3 separate regions of the Sus scrofa genome follow, and regions 2 and 3 are each linked to region 1. Evidence: chromatin contacts called from public HiChIP or PLAC-seq data. All regions are on one chromosome and are shown on one strand. Each heading gives the region's core, a stretch centred on a gene start, on an enhancer-like site or on the middle of the called end of the contact. The rest is flanking DNA. Distances are from core to core; before and after follow the strand shown.

Region 1 (2,753 bases), core at 76-2,575:
CAGGATTTCCCCCAGAGTTATGGGCGCCCCTGCTTTGGAAGGGTCTTAGTAACCCAGGAAGGGCCTAGGCTACTTGCAAGTGCAGCTCGGCCCCGAACCACCTCGGTCCACTTGAGGACCTCGGGTTCTCAAGTTTTTCTCTCTAAATATTCTATGGGTCGTTTCCCTTTGCTTCTGTTTCTGGATTGATAAAGAGGAAAAAAAGGAGTTTGACTACAGAACGGATAACAGTAGCGTACGGTATATCTGGCTTTACTTTTAAAATTCCATCAAAGTTTGTGTTTGGTGGTGGTTGTTTTTCTTCATTTGACAGCGATCCCGAGAACTTCTCCTTGGGGGAAATGGCGCGTCCCAAGCCCGCCAAGCCGGGGCGGAGGGCTCTAGGATTTATTACAGAAAGAATTTCAACAAAACCTCGACAGATAAAAACTCAAAGGAAGCCGTGCGTTCCTTAAGTTAAAGGTATCTGTTCTGATCGAAGCTCTTGGCTTGCTGTTTGTAACCAGCGTTAAGAGCAGGATTTTTAAATACGAAAACGGATAAAAGAAAAGCTAACTCCCGAGGTCCATCGACTCTTTTTCTTTATCTCCAGCAGCACATGGGACCATTCTCCTACTTTCTTCGCCCTTTCTTCCGTGAAAGCAAAAGCAACCAAGCCTGTCTCGCTTCACAGCAAACCCCACTCTTTGTGCCCGTACGGTGCCTCTGCCACCACTACTACTTCCTTCTCCTCCCGCCTCCTCCTCCTCCCGCCAGCCGCGGACTTTCGCTCTGGGAATCTGGCGGCAGGCACCCTTTGCGCCGGGAAGGCAGAGCAGCGATTGGGCGACGGTCCCTGAGCCTCCAGTTCCGCGTCGGTTTCAAGGCTCCTCCCTCCCGGTGAAAGACAGACTGCGGGGCGCCTGGAAACCGGTCCGAGGGCGCGCGAGGGAGAGGAGAGCAAGCGAGTTGAGGGATTGACACAAATGGTCAGGCGGCGGCGGCGGAGAAGGAGGCGGAGGCGCTGGGGGGAGCCGAGGCCGCTGGGCTGCCGAGAGTTGCGCGCTCTGCCCGGCCGCCGCCACTAGCGCGGCGCCGCCAGCCGGGAGCCAGCTAGCCGAGGGCCAGGAAGGCGGGACGCGACCCCTGCGCGCCCGAGCCACCAGGGCTCTCCCCACTGCCCGCGCTTCATGAATCGCAAGTTTCCGCGGCGGCGGCGGCTGCGGGACGTGGAGCGGGAGCCGGCGGAGCGGGCCGAGCGCAGCTCGGGCTCGACGGAGGGCACCGGAGGGGAGGAGATCGCCCCGGCCGCAGAGGGAGCAGCCGCTCTCCGCGCCACCGCCAGCCCCAGCCGAGCGGCGCCAAGAAAGGAGCCGAGAAAGTATGGCTGAGGAGGAGGCGCCTAAGAAGTACCCGGCCGCCCCCGGCGGCGCGAGCTGGGAACTTTGTTCCGCGGCGCTCCGTACGGGACCGGGGGCAGAAGGGAGCGGGTACGCGGGCAGCCTCCGCCGCCCCCCGGCTGACTCCGGACGCTTGGCGCTCCGGCTGCTCCTACTGCTTTGGCTGCTGGAGGCTCCGCTGCTGCTGGGGGTCCGAGCGCAGGCAGCCGGCCAGGGGCCCGGGCCGGGGCAGCAGCCCCCGCCGCCTCAGCAGCAACAGAGCGGGCAGCAGTACAACGGCGAGAGGGGCATCTCTATACCGGACCACGGCTACTGCCAGCCCATCTCCATCCCGCTGTGCACGGACATCGCGTACAACCAAACCATCATGCCCAACCTGCTGGGCCACACGAATCAGGAGGATGCGGGCCTCGAGGTGCACCAGTTCTACCCGCTGGTGAAGGTGCAGTGCTCTGCAGAGCTTAAGTTCTTCCTGTGCTCCATGTACGCGCCCGTGTGCACTGTGCTGGAGCAAGCTCTGCCGCCTTGCCGCTCCCTGTGCGAGCGCGCGCGCCAGGGCTGCGAAGCGCTTATGAACAAGTTCGGTTTCCAGTGGCCTGACACGCTCAAGTGCGAGAAGTTCCCGGTGCACGGCGCCGGCGAGCTGTGCGTGGGCCAGAACACTTCGGACAAGGGCACCCCTACGCCCTCGCTACTGCCTGAGTTCTGGACCAGCAACCCCCAACACGGCGGCGGAGGGCACCGGGGTGGCGGCTTCCCGGGGGGCGCCGGCGCGTCGGAGCGAGGCAAGTTTTCGTGCCCTCGCGCCCTCAAGGTGCCCTCCTACCTCAACTACCACTTCCTGGGGGAGAAGGACTGCGGCGCACCCTGCGAGCCGACCAAGGTGTACGGGCTTATGTACTTTGGGCCAGAAGAGCTGCGCTTCTCGCGCACCTGGATCGGCATCTGGTCAGTGCTGTGCTGCGCCTCCACCCTTTTCACCGTGCTCACGTACCTGGTGGACATGCGGCGCTTCAGCTACCCAGAGCGGCCCATCATCTTCCTGTCGGGCTGCTACACTGCAGTAGCCGTGGCCTACATCGCCGGCTTCCTGCTGGAGGACCGGGTGGTGTGTAACGACAAGTTCTCCGAGGACGGGGCGCGTACAGTGGCGCAGGGCACCAAGAAGGAGGGCTGCACCATCCTCTTCATGATGCTCTACTTCTTCAGCATGGCCAGCTCCATCTGGTGGGTGATCTTGTCGCTCACCTGGTTCCTGGCAGCCGGCATGAAGTGGGGCCACGAAGCCATCGAGGCTAACTCGCAGTACTTTCACCTGGCCGCCTGGGCTGTGCCGGCCATCAAAACCATCACCATCCTGGCGCTGGGCCAGGT
Region 2 (2,753 bases), core at 121-2,620, 240 kb after region 1:
TATCTAAAGAGTGGATAAGTAAGAAATTCCTTTGTTGAGTCCTCAGTGTTGTGTCTGGAGACATATGTTTGCCTTTGCCTTCACCCCCCACCCCCGTATGTTTAGAGACACGCCCTAGGCTGGCCCACTACGAAATCACTGTTTGGAGGACCGAGCTCCTCATGACTGCTTTGGGGGCCGGATCCTTTTCCAGGGAAGTATTGTGTGTGCATGGAGCCCTCTACAGTGAAGCCAAGTGGCCTATAGACCCTCCTTAGAATAATCTTTTTAAAAAGAATAAAACATACTACATAACATGTCAAGGGAAACCAATATATTAAAATATAGTTATCCAAGTATTTCATTCTACTATACAACTTATTAACTAATGTATAAAATAAGAAGATCTTGTAGCAGGTCTAATAATTACCAAAATTCTTAGTAGTGATGAACATAAATAATAATTAAAGATATTTGAAACAACAGTGAAATGACATGAAAATAACTCTGATTTTAACTTGTGACAAAGTCATAAGTATTACTACCATGGCTTGTTTCCTACAATTGTAATTAAAGGAATGCTGAATCTCAGGGATCAGCAAAAATAAAGAAGTTGTTTTTTTCCCATCCAAGTTTATAAACCTCCCTGAATTCTACCTCACCAACCTCTTGGATGTTCCTGGCCCACAGGTTAAGAATCCTCAGGCTTGGGCTCCCAGTGTGTGAACCAAACTCTCTGGTTAGAGTTTCTCACCCTCTGGCCTCTCTCTTTGCCAAAGGTGAAGAGATACAACAGTCAATTCCCTGCCAATGGCAAAAGGCAAAATCTGAAGAATCGTAACCAAGCTGTACTTAAGAGAGGCCCTTTGTCTTTTACTGACAATGGAAAGGATTCACAGTGAAAAGATCTTTGTGTACCTTGAATGTTTGGTTACTGTGTCTTTGAAGCCTGCGGAACATACTACCAGGAGAATTCATCCCCCTGCTGACTTTAATGCCACCGCATAGTAAATACTGAAGGGAAAAAGACAGATCTATGTATTTAATCCATGGAAGAAAAACACTTTCCCAGTTACATCTCCACAGCAGTGCAGTCCATTGTGCTGGATCCTGCTAGAGGCAAGCCCTGAGCGAGAGTCTGGGCCACTCGTCCGGGGCACTGTCTGGATGCTCCCACCATTACCTCTGTCTGTCCTCTGGTCTTGTTTTTCTCTCCCCATCGCCCCTCCTTCTCTGCCTGGCTCAAGTTCAGCTCTGAACCAGAGCCCCAAAGGACTGAAAGCTGACTTCCTCATGCAACCCTCCTGAAGCCACCCTAGGGCTCTGTCAGGGGGAGACAGAAGTCACAGTGACAGAGACAATTGCTGCCACCGTCCTCCCTTCTCTTTCCTCCTCAGCTCCTGCCAAGCCCTGACAGCTCTGGAAGCCAAGAGCCTGCCTTTGACTCCTGCGCAGGTCTCCACATTGTGCGTTGCTGCCAAGCCACAGGTCCAGCTCTAGGAATGTGTTTTTAATATTCATTGTTCACTCTGTCTGTTACCGATGTGTGCACTGCAATTATTGTAATTCTTTGCACATGTGTTGTTATGAAATGGGTGCCTTTCAAGCTCTGCCAGGTTATTTTTTTTTTCCTTTCTGAAACCCAAATATATTATTTCTACCTATGTTTCAGTTAGTTTGCCATGCTTCTTTATTTTATTTCAAAGATCAGTCTGGGCGGCAAAGAAAAAGCGGCGTATGCACAGAGCAAGGTCTGCCTGCTTTCCTTATGGCACAACAGTTGCTTTTGATTTAGGCTGGTGTGGTTTTCACCTCCCTCTCTTGAGTTCTTCTTTCCATGCGCACAACCAAGCCAACTTTCAGACATACACACCCCACATGTTCTGCTGCTAGAGTAGCCCTCTGTACCCGGGGTAGGCACATGTGCAGTGTGCAAAACAGACATGCACATGTGTGCATGCAAACGGCTTTTGATGGGGAGATTTTTTTTTTTTTTTTTGGATACTAGGGGTTTTTCTTCCTCTCAGTAGTAGAAAGGCAGTCTAGAAAAAAAAAATCAATTTTTTTCACTTTAATTGGGCCTTTTTCAACACAACATAGAAACTTTAGCCACTGAGCACAAAAAGGATTATTTATCTGCATTAATTAAGATTGTCTTATTCTGGGTTTTAACTTTTTATCAAAGAAAAACAGCAAATGTAAAATCAGATTTTAAAATCTGCTAAAGTTAAGTTTCCTAAGACAATAACAAAACCTGAGTAAATAAAAAATAACTATTTTTCTGCTTTTGAGAAATTATTCTTGCAATTTATGGAAGCTAAATTAAAAATAAAACAGCAGCAGGGTCCACCTAGCAAGCACTACCAGCTACCCTCACACATATATTCCTTTCTTTAGGGAATCTCAGGATACTCTGTTTCTGCCAGGCAGATAAATCTGACCTGGTCGCACCCCTGCCTGCTAAGCATTTTACTTTCATTGTTAACTATATCCATTTGTCACCATGAAACATTATTATTTTAAGGTAGCAGGGAAGCAGGACTGCTTGCTGCATAATGGTGCTGTAACTCTTGTTGCCAAGAAGGAATCAAAGAAATGGACAGTGGCTAATGTGGGAAATCACAGCAGAGAGAAAGAAACACACAGAGAGACAGAGACAGAGACAGAAGCAGGGGAGAAAGGGAGAGAAAGGGAAATAGACACAGGCAGAGGGAAAGATACTGAGAAAAAAAGAGAGAGAGAGAGACCTACACAGAAAGCTAGAATTTCCATGA
Region 3 (2,753 bases), core at 118-2,617, 200 kb after region 1:
CATATTTCACTATTGTCATCAACTATTCAGTGTCTGCTAGGATCAGGGAACTGCTGTGAGTGTTACTTAACCTCTGAACCCAAAGCTTTGTATCAGTGTCTAGAGAAGAAATTAAACTGTGTGGCTGTTCATATCTTAACATGGAAATCAGTTCATTTCAATCACCTAAAACTGTCTGGTCTAAATCTTTCTTTCCAATTATATCTAACTTATAAAGGGATTTTTTGGTTAAAATTTCATGCTCACTCACCATTGCAATCACATCTACTTAGTCATATCTCTATTTTACACATCATTTGCCCCATATTAGCTCAAGAAGAAAAATCTAAAAGACAAGAGAGAGAATTTGGAGGCCAATGATACAGTTTTGGAACATTTGCCCTGTCTAGAGGTAGTAATAAAGTCATTTCGGAAAGAGGCTAGAAAATGAATTGTTTCTTTGCTCAAGTTGTGAAAATATTGCCTCTAAAATTATAAAAGTTGGGTGTTATTTCTCCAGTGGCCTCCTCATGATCATAATCTGATAATGTGGATGAGTCATTTAGATGAGTTTCCTCCTCAGAATATCTCATTCCTGATTGGGAAAGGACCGCTTAGCTAACCACTCTCTTTCTGCCTCTGAGGAAATGAGAGCCCAGACAGAGGCAGTGACTGGACTGTGGTCAGTCAGCTGGCCAGGGTCAGAGGTGCAATTAGAATCCAGGCTTTTTTTTTTTTCTTTCCATTACTCTACCCCCAAATTTCCAAATTACACTTTTAAAAACACACTATCCTTTCTGTGTGTAATAATTAAGAAACACAATATAAGCTCAAGAAACATATCATTTTCTTCAGTCTTGAATTAGCCAGTGACTTGAATGGTAAGCCTTCAAAAATATATAGTAAATCTAATTTTAAGAAGTCAACTCTGCTTAGCTACAGCTGCAGGAGTTCCAGGCAGACCTTTCTCATTTATGAGGACCTTCGTACTTAGTGTTGTATTTAGTTCTCACTGCAATCCTGGAAGCTGTTATTATGATCTTGACTTTGTAGATGGAGACTGTTGATCAAAGAAACTAAATCACCCAGCTGGTGAGTGGGAGACCCAGAACTCTAAAAATGGTTTTATCAGCTTGACTTCATTGATTCCTCCCTTTCAACACAATTCCTAATTCTTCTCATGGAGAAATTGGCTGTCTCCCAGTGGGTTCAAGCTCCCCCTTCCAGGGTAGCATTTTAGCCTGGAGCGGCTGCCAGACCAGGGGCTACATTCTCAGCCCTATGCCCTTTTGTGTGGGGCCAAATGATGAGTGCTCAGTGGAATATGAGCAGAAGTGTTATGTGTCTGAAGCACTCTCTCCTTCCCCAATCCATTGGCTTGTATTTTTGTCCAGGGTGTCCTTGGAAGGCATGGCTAATGATAGTGGAGCTGTTGAGTCTGGTGCCTGAATAACAGTGGAGCAACTGTGCCTTCAACCCTTTGGCTTTTATATCCACTATTATATGGGAAAAAAAAATTTTCTTGTGTAAGTCAATGAAATTGTGCTATCTGTCTGCAAACCTCACTAGTAGTACCCCGGCTAAATGAATATACTTTTAATTGGAGGACAGAATTCAGATTTCTCTTACTCTTCATCAGCTCTCTATAAATACCTGTTTACTAGCTCAGTGACTCTAATTTTACTAAATGGAAATTACTCGGAAATGACTCATTTCCCAATGAGCTCTCTTTCTGTCCCCTGATTTTCTACTAGTTTAAGGTTAATGATAATTACTATCCTATATTTCTCTGTATGGTACTCAAACAAAAGTGTCCCAAAAGCACATTTATGGCATAGTTATCTCTAAAATAGATAACCTGACAAAAAAATTTTTAAGGACTCCCTTCTTTTAAACCCTTCCAAGCACTCCCTATCTTCAAAAACATTTTTAAGAAAAATTTACATCTCTGGTTGGGAAAGGAATGGTGGTCTGGAATCAATCAGTAAGGATTTATTGTTTCCTAGGAATATAGTTCTTACAAGAGCTTCCTTGCAGGTTGATGACTCTCAAAGGCTTACCACTGAGGATGCTCCCTCAGGAACACACAGGACCTGTTGTCTGGGCACTGGTGCCAAAATGTGGCCTAAAATATATGTCAAGAGCTCACCTCACCCACATTTCCTCACCACACAGAGGGTCTGAGGCTTCCACCCTTTTCATTCCCGTGATGTGGTTGCTCCAAGAGCAAGGAGTGGAAGAAATGATGGTTTTGAGAGAGGTACCTAAAAAATTATTTTGACGATTCCCTCCTCCACTCTAAGCTTTAAACTTTCTCTCTCCCCGTAATGTCAAGGTGTTGCTCCTCTTAATAGTTCGAGTCTAAAACCTGAATCAAAAATCTGAAAAAAAAAGTAAAGTTCTGCCAAAAAAACAATCCCCATAGCAAATGATAAATACCCCAAGAGCTTTTTGGAAAAAATCCTGAAAGCAGAGTTTGGTCACTAGAGTAAATCCCCATAGAAAAAGAAATAAATCTCTGCGACATCTGCAAATGTGCACCATTTCCCTTAAACACCTCTTCCTGTCCACTTTCCACACCTCCTTGCCCCATTTCCCAATGCTCCTTTTGTTCTATGTTTTTTTGGCCTTCAAGGGATGACTCAGGCAGCAGATGGTATGAGGAAAATCAAGGGTATTGCATGCAGCTGTGTGTAAACATATTGGTGAATTAAAACTGCTTGTCTAGGATCTGAAATAAAAATCAGTGTTAGCAAAAAGATGGATGCTTTTTT

What was found. HiChIP or PLAC-seq counts read pairs in DNA pulled down with a chosen protein or histone mark.
Region 2: a contact with region 1 is called in an H3K27ac HiChIP or PLAC-seq map of skeletal muscle, with 3 times the contacts expected there. The contact joins two enhancer-like sites. A contact is called at or near these places in 2 of 5 promoter capture datasets (fetal skeletal muscle and liver) and 1 of 2 datasets of contacts at active chromatin or transcription factors (skeletal muscle).
Region 3: a contact with region 1 is called in an H3K27ac HiChIP or PLAC-seq map of skeletal muscle. The contact joins two enhancer-like sites. A contact is called at or near these places in 1 of 5 promoter capture datasets (fetal skeletal muscle), 1 of 47 Hi-C or Micro-C datasets (embryonic fibroblasts) and 1 of 2 datasets of contacts at active chromatin or transcription factors (skeletal muscle).

Annotation. Positions count from the first base shown.
Region 1 is chr9:71,348,811-71,351,563 of Sscrofa11.1, forward strand. All of the region lies in intron 5 of MTERF1 (transcription termination factor 1, mitochondrial), which reads right to left. FZD1 (frizzled-1) reads left to right here. Exons shown (of 1, transcript XM_021102361.1): 1 at 1-2,753. The coding sequence starts at 1,363. Among named protein-coding and RNA genes, the nearest start is that of FZD1, 3.2 kb to the left of the region's middle. Within about 2 kb of position 1,326, at least 36 of the 83 cell types and tissues checked have an H3K27ac peak or open chromatin away from gene starts, as enhancers often do. A contact at or near this core is called in skeletal muscle, where this site is marked.
Region 2 is chr9:71,588,756-71,591,508 of Sscrofa11.1, forward strand. The region is part of intron 3 of MTERF1 (transcription termination factor 1, mitochondrial); the gene reads right to left. Among named protein-coding and RNA genes, the nearest start is that of FZD1, 240 kb to the left of the region's middle. Within about 2 kb of position 1,371, at least 12 of the 83 cell types and tissues checked have an H3K27ac peak or open chromatin away from gene starts, as enhancers often do. A contact at or near this core is called in skeletal muscle, where this site is marked.
Region 3 is chr9:71,550,929-71,553,681 of Sscrofa11.1, forward strand. The region is part of intron 3 of MTERF1 (transcription termination factor 1, mitochondrial); the gene reads right to left. Among named protein-coding and RNA genes, the nearest start is that of FZD1, 210 kb to the left of the region's middle. Within about 2 kb of position 1,368, at least 6 of the 83 cell types and tissues checked have an H3K27ac peak or open chromatin away from gene starts, as enhancers often do. A contact at or near this core is called in skeletal muscle, where this site is marked.